Regions from separate parts of the Zea mays genome. Here region 2 is linked to region 1. The links are chromatin contacts, called in public Hi-C maps. All regions are on one chromosome and are shown on one strand. Each heading gives the region's core, a stretch centred on a gene start, on an enhancer-like site or on the middle of the called end of the contact. The rest is flanking DNA. Distances are from core to core; before and after follow the strand shown.

Evidence for each region. Hi-C and Micro-C count contacts between places; a contact is called where the count stands out from the background.
Region 2: a Hi-C map of endosperm shows a contact between it and region 1, with 4 times the contacts expected there. The contact joins the promoter of LOC103651056 here to the promoter of LOC100282720 in region 1. A contact is called at or near these places in 2 of 25 Hi-C or Micro-C datasets (endosperm and leaf).

Annotation. Positions count from the first base shown.
Region 1 is chr3:188,750,770-188,754,827 of Zm-B73-REFERENCE-NAM-5.0, forward strand. It overlaps LOC100282720 (prenylated Rab receptor 2), which reads left to right and starts at 1,907. Exons shown (of 1, transcript NM_001155627.1): 1 at 1,907-2,981. The coding sequence starts at 1,979. The coding sequence ends at 2,641. It also overlaps the pseudogene LOC103652421.
Region 2 is chr3:189,194,124-189,197,659 of Zm-B73-REFERENCE-NAM-5.0, forward strand. LOC103651056 (TOM1-like protein 6) reads left to right here and starts at 2,085. Exons shown (of 9, transcript XM_008676654.4): 1 at 2,085-2,702. The coding sequence starts at 2,554.

The DNA of each region.
Region 1 (4,058 bases), core at 657-3,156:
ACGAACATTCTAGAGTTCAGTTGACTGCTCCAGTATTCCAGCCCCTCGAGTCTCGTGTTCGCCTCTTCCCTCCGAATTCATCCCGAGCGGTCGAGCCACGGCGCAGACACATTTGAGCGGCGCTCCCCATGCAATGCATGAATGCATCTTTCCACCCGCTGCCGATTCCCCAATGCCATCGCAGATGCACCAAGCCATCCATGCTCGCCCTACCTTCTCTTGATTTTTGTCCCCACGCAGCTAGGCAAACTCACGACGCTTGGCCTCGCAGTCTAATTGCTTCAACGACGCAATCCCTGCTAGCTTTGGCGACCTGCTTCTGCTTGCGTGCCTAGAAGGCTGGAACTCAGCTCAACCACCTCTTTGGCTCTATCCTCGTTTGGCTGAAGCAGCTGCCCAGCCTAGCCTTGTCTACCGTTCAAGCCCAAACGAAACAAAATACTCAAACCATTGCTTCGTAAACCCTCGCCGCCGCCGATGACATCGGAGGAGCACCCCTCGTCTAGTCGTCTGCGTCCTCGGACGGCAGCACCCCCATCGGCTTCGACGAACATCTTGATCCCTCGCCATCACCTTTGACATCCTTCGACTTTCCTCCTGAATCTGATGACTCCGCCGCCTCCTCGCTGCTCTCGGACGGCTCTTTAGAGTCCGAGTCCATCATTTTCAAGAAACCCCGCCCACCCGTGCGCTCGTGGCCGGCCTCCGACGAGATCGCGATCCTCGAGACCGTCGCGTCGCACTGGCAAAAGCACGAGCGACTTCCCCTAGCAGACGACCTCGCCGCCGCGGTGTGGGGCCGCCTCAGCGCCGCGCAGATCACCAGGCGGTTGTGCGCGCACCGCAACTGGTACGACAACGCCGTTATCCGCCTCAAACGCGGCACGATCCCGGCGAAGGACAACGACGTCACCATCTACAGGCTCTCCAAGCTCATCTGGGAGGACAAACGCAGGGAGAGGATAGAGAAGAAGACCAATGCGCGCAACGACCCAAGAGGGTTCGATGAGCTGGTCGAGCTGTACCCTTGCCTCTCCGCGGAGGCGACTGGTGCGGGGTTTCGTTGGACTGCATGGAAGGGACGGAGGAAGCGGACTGTGCGGTAGGGGCAGAGGAAGCGTGGGGGAGGCGGGGGCACAAGGGTAGTCTACACTAATGACTTAATAGTTAGTAGAGAAAAGATATATCGGTCAGCCTTACCAGACCGATGGTTGTACTGTCTCCCATCTCAATGCCAAGTAAGGCCTACAGCCCAATGAGGCCCAGTGAAAAGTTAGGTCTAGACCCACGGATTATTTTGCAGTTCTGAATAGGGATGAAAACGGTCGGAAACGATATTTATTCGGTAATCAGTTTTTTCTTTGATTGTGAATAAATAGGATATAGAATATACAATACAAATTTGTATTCTTATTTTTAATATCCAACTTGTTAAGATTCATAAAAGGTAAACCTCAAATTCATCCTACATTTTCTCAAATAATAGATATAAACTTCGGTATGGATTCGGAAACAAATTCGGTAAATTTTTCAACTTTTTGTGTTGTAGAGAACAAATAATACATAAAACAACTTATATAATATTTTATTCATATTTGTACTAATGTGCTTGATAACATAAGAAAAGATTAACATCAAATTTTATACATATCTATTTTAAAATATTAAATTTGTTCTAACAGTTCGGATTACCACTTTCATCCCTAGTTCTGAAGGCACACCCGAAGGAGTTATCGTGCGTTCGTGGGAAAGGCATGTTGTAAGCACGAGACATATGGGCCCCGTGTTAGCCGTGTACCCACTGTATTAGTGATGATGGTGAGTGGTGACGGGCATAGAAGCACCAATCTGCGGAAGCATAAAAACGAAGGAAAGCGCACCTCGGGGCTCGGGTTCGTACTCGTCGTGGAAGAGGTCGACCCAGTCCCAGTTCAGATTCCGCAAAACAGGCAGTCAGGCTCAGGCACCAACACCAACCATGGCCTCCGCTGCGACACCTGCGCCTTTGCTCCCCGTGACCAGCACGGCTGCCGGCGGCGGCTCCGCGCCGTCCTCCGCCACGGGCCTCTCCGACGCGGCGCTCGCCACGCCGGCCTTCCGCCTCTTCGTGAGCCGGCTGGCCGAGACGGCGCGGCGCTCGCTCGCGGACCGGCGCCCATGGACGGAGCTGCTGGACCGATCGGCTTTCTCCCGCCCCGACTCCCTCTCCGAGGCCACCTCGCGCCTGCGCCGCAACCTCGGCTACTTCCGCGTCAACTACGCCGCCGTCGTCGCCTTCTCCCTCGCGGCCTCGCTCCTGGCGCACCCTTTCTCCCTCCTCGTCCTCCTCAGCATCCTCGGCGCCTGGTGCTTCCTCTACGTCTTCCGCGCCCCCGACCAGCTCGTCGTGCTCTTCGGCCGCACCTTCACCGACCGCGAGACGCTGCTTGGCCTTACCGTCGCTTCTGTGCTCGCCTTCTTCCTCACCTCCGTGGCTTCGCTCATCATCTCCGGGCTGCTTGTCGGGGGCGCCATTGTCGCAGCGCACGGCGCCTGCCGCATTCCAGAGGACCTCTTCCTTGATGATCCGAGCGCTGCGTCCAGTGGAAACACCACCAGCAGGCTGATCTCCTTCCTTGCGTCGCCCGGATCTGGGGTTTGATGCATCAAGGACCGGTAGGAAATTCTTGTGCTCGGCGAATTCAGTTGAAGTCAAATAGAGATCTGATCCAGAAGCTGTATAAACCAGCTCCTTGCTCATGTGGTACCTCACCTGCGAGTAGCATTGTATAAGTGGATCCGATTTTTCTGTTCTACTTTGTGTGGAATTACGCAAGGATCTGCAATTGCTGTACTTCTCTTGCACTTCACCAGATCTGGTGACAATGACCATTAAGCATTGTCAAATGCCAACATGTATCGGTGTGATCTTTACATTCATCATTCATGTGTACAACTCTACATCATGACAAATTTTATGGATCTCTGGTTATTTTTGCCTCATTAGAAATTTTGGTCCTCGTGTACAAAATCCATTGTCAACTCTGGATGCTTAGGGGCTGTGATCAGTTTTTAATGTTGTATGCAATATTTGTGGGTTTGATGTTCTGAGCAATATTATACTGTGGTAAATCATATGACAATGCTAGGTTTATAAGATTATATAAGTTCTTTTTTTTTGGAGAGAACATAACTAGTACAGTACGTTCTAAAATGATGAAGTTGTACATTAGTTAGGATCTCAGGTAGATTGCATCCTTATATTAGCCTTTTCACCCTACAACTGTGCCTGAGTGTACAGAAATTACAGGACATGAAGGTGCCCATGGGGCCAAAAAAGTCGGTGAACCAAAATTGTGGCAAAGGTAGTCAACCAGCTAAAGCTTAAGTTGGCATAAAGTGTTGAGTGACGCTGTCTGTAATCCTCTCAAAGCTATTGAATTAGTGCCCTAAACTTAGAGAGTGCTAATTGTGTTTTACTATGGAAAAAAGCATTGCAAAATTTCGCTCGGCTGCAGTTATCATGTTCATCATAGTAAAATTGTTTCAATCTCCCAACAACATTTAGCATTGATTTTTTTTGGTTGAAATTATTGCTTGCGGTTAAAAGTAGGGGGTCTGTTCTAAAATTTTCTGTCATATGGTGCTGAAATTGTTCTGAAGTATCGTTCAGGCCAACAATGTCATTCTTGTTGAGTGCCGATTCCTGCATAGATATACTGTATTAATGTTACATCAGTACAGGCAGCCCAATCATCAGTTCATCGCGAGTCGATCTATGAAGGTGGTTTCAGTAATTAGAAAAAAGGGAGGGACCAACCTAGCAGGAAGGTAGTTTCAATGTCTTGTCTGTTTGAATGGCCCATGACTATAATTCATGATACACTGACACTTATTGTACTTTGGATGTTGTTTAAGATTGCTTATATTATACTGCACAATTTTATATTGATGTCAGATCAACTGTAGTAGGATACTAGGATCCCAGAGTGGTGGTTGACCTGGCTATAATAGAAGATATCAAATGAGAGTTGAGTTTAGATTTCACACAGGCATTGCTTATGTAAGTACTGATCATG
Region 2 (3,536 bases), core at 835-3,334, 440 kb after region 1:
TCCACTGTGTGATGTATTGCTTGAGAGCTTGTATGAACTTGTGAGTGTCTAAGGGAGCCTAGGGTTCGACCTCCCTGTGACGCTGCATGCCTCCCCTTTTATAGCCGAAGGGGGGCATGCATAAAGGTACTGAGCCTCGACATGCGGGCCCAGAGATATAGCGATTACAGTACTTGGAGCCACAAACGCTTGCTGCAGGGGCAATCTTCTAGTGCCCTGACACCCGAGATCTCCGTATCCTCGGTGTGCAGGGGTGGCTTCTTGTAGAAGGGATGATGAGTATAGTGTGCTGCTCGGTACAGGCGCACTGTTTGCCAACAGACCGGTCAGGCGCGCCGCCTGCTAGATGGCCCTGACGCCGCCTGCCATCGGATTGGACAGGACGTATTAAATGCTGGGAGGACACGTCGCCCGTTAGCGTGGTGGCAGGCGACACGTCCTTTCGGCAATAAATGCAGAGGCTGCACGACTTCGTGGGCTTTGCGTCAGGCTTGGCCCGTTGGCTTATGTCGCAAGCCTTGCGCTAGTAGTGGGAAGCGCAGGGCAAGGCCTAGACACGCGCCAACACCGGACCCCCGCCCCTAATGCCAGGGTCCTTCTCGTTCCGGGACCTTGCTAATGCACGGACCTTACTTGGAGGGGGACCAGAGCCTTCCCAAGGGTCCTGGCGTGCCTTCTTGGGGCCCTGGGCTTGTACGTATAGGGGTCCGGTGTTCTTCGGAGGTCCGGACCCAACGGTGAAGACTGAGATGCACCACCTTTCCTTGCCACGTGGCGCCCTTGGACCTGCCCAATGTGGTGGGGTTGGGCGCCATTCTTCACGTGGACTTAAGGTGTTGTATGGATGCAGCGTCTTCATGTTGTAGGAGAGGGTACCCGTGATCGAGGGTACTGACATACTCCATCCAAACAGGTCTAACTTCACGAGCTCTAGCTTTGAGAAAAATTAAAACTAAAGGTCAGCTGAAATTCATGAAGCTCCTCAAAGGATACTTCACAAACACTATTTTTATACCTTCTCATGAAGTTGCATGAAAATTACACACCACGACATTGGTTACACAATATAACGCTTCGGTTCTCTCGTGACAATCATTAATCATCAATAGTAATAAAGGAAACTCACACAAACCAATTGTATTACAGAAGTCGATGTCCACGTGCAAGTCAAACAATAATTGAATCCACCTCAATAATTTGTTAGAGCTGTTTTAAGGTGAAGCTGGAAAACCGAAGCTGAAATTCTTAGAGTGAAACTCCCCAAGCTGGAATATCCCATGTTCAGGTGTGACAAAGAGAGTGTGTCCCACATGTCAACACACTAAAAAATGGTCTAGTGACTTTGAAGCTGTTCACTTTAGATTAAAGGTAGTTGTTCAGACTGTAGTCTATATTGACAAAACCTTACAATAGAAATCGTTTCGGATAAAATCCAAACGAATGGCTCTTTTACTGCAGCCTAATAGACGGGTCCTCCTGGTATTTGTTTTTTAGACTTTTAGTTGCACAGAGAAGAAATTTGGAAGCATCTGGTAGACAAAATCACTCGTTCCTGGCCTGATACCTTACTAATTTTTGCATTAGCTGTCGTAACAAACTACGAATCGTGACATCACACGTATATATTTTGTTCATTAGCATTTAGCAGCAAGCTTTCGCCGCTGCCGGCTTCAAGGAGTGGTTAGGTTTTGCATCCTTACGTTGGAGGGTAACGATATTTTTAATTTGATGACCCTGTCATCCATGGACCTTATCACCCGAATATATGATATATATATATACAATACACCTCGACGATGGCTCCAAAATGAATCGCGCGGTTGAGCCACTACAAACAAGAGCCAGCGCACCGGTTTTAAGGTTCTTGCTAGGCCCTGTTAGGCTTTGTTTGGGTACAGAGGGATTGAAGTGTATTAAGGTGTATTGAAGGGGATTGAAAAAAAATTAGTTCATATTACACTTCAATACACCACATACCACCTCAATCCATTTCAATCCGAGATTATCCAAACAAACCCTTAAGAAAGAATAATCACCATAATAATAATTAAAAGAGCATGCAATGATGACATCTCTGGATTATTGACAATTTGTACTTTATTTTGGGAAAACCCTAAAATCTAATTGTTTTAAACTACTAGTGATAAATAAAAAATAGAGGGCTGAATATTTTTATGCACAAGTTTCGATGTCTTCACCGAATTGGAGTATTAGCGTTAGCGAGGTACTTACCACGTAATTCAGCCTGGGGAACCTAGTTTTGACCAACTATAAAGCGCTAGGTCTCGGGACAGGGCCCGCCTGTCAATAGCGAGACATGTCACGAGGGCTTGACAGCTAAGCACTCGCTTCACGCCGGTGGATATTGATAGTATTTTCCTATATCGGAAAAGTCTGCTTTCGCCAGAGCTGCCTTAACGGCCCCTGATTTTTTGCAAACCTCTGTCCTAAACGCAGCCGGTGGGCGGAGCCGGTAATTATCACTCGCCCCTCTTCAATCCTCCTCCGGTCGGAACCCTAGCCCTTCCTGCCAGCGGTGGGCGGCGCTTGGCCATGTACCCGTCAGGGGCCATGGTGGGGGCGGCGCCCGCGGCGCGCCCGAGCGCGTCGTCGCGGGTGGAGAAGGCCACGAGCCACCTGCTCATGGGGCCCGACTGGGCCGTCAACCTCGAAATCTGCGACATCCTCAACGCCGACGTATGGTGAGCGCGCTGCCTCCCACTTCTTGTCGAGTCGTCATGGGGAATTTGTAGGGGTTTCGGTTTTTTATGGGTGTTAGTTGCCGTAGACGCTCAGTCGCCGTTGTGTTTCGGCCAGAATTTGGTGGGTTTTGAGTTTTGACAATTGTATGCGAGGAGGTTATGACTCTGCTCCGCCTCGCATATTCGGAGCACAAGAATACCTCGGTGTAGTGACGTTGAACTAGGTGCTGTTTATTGGCCTAACTTTAGCCTGTGGCCTGCGTTGGGGAAAAGCGATTTACGTATAACTTGGCTTTTGCCCTCTCACATGGTTATTCTTGTAGATGATGGCCCTTCTAGATGTCAACTTTACTTGCATGCCAACATGGGAAAACAAGAATATTTGTGAATCGTGTGTGGAAAGGACAATCAAAGTGATAAAATCCACAAAGTACCACAGTTGGGAGTCTAGCAGATTTTTTTTTTGGCACGGGAAACTTTCACTAAGTGTTGCCCTTGTTGGAAATGGTCAATTGAGTGTCAATTACCTTGTTATTTTTTTACAATTCCATGAACCGAGTGGAACAAATGATGCTAATACTGTTTGATTTTACTTCGTAATGATTATTCATGATAAAGCCAAACTGTGGCCCCCATACAATTGAAATGCAGATAAATTTGGATTTGCAGTTTGTATTTACCTGTATGGTGCAAAGGTTTTGATCTTATACTAACATTTCATTTAGCCTTTCTGCTTGGAAGAGTCGTATGGTTTCATTACACTACTATGACTGAAGAATTTTAAGGTTTATTGGTTCTGGGTTCCGGTACCTATCAGCTGATCCTATTGATTTT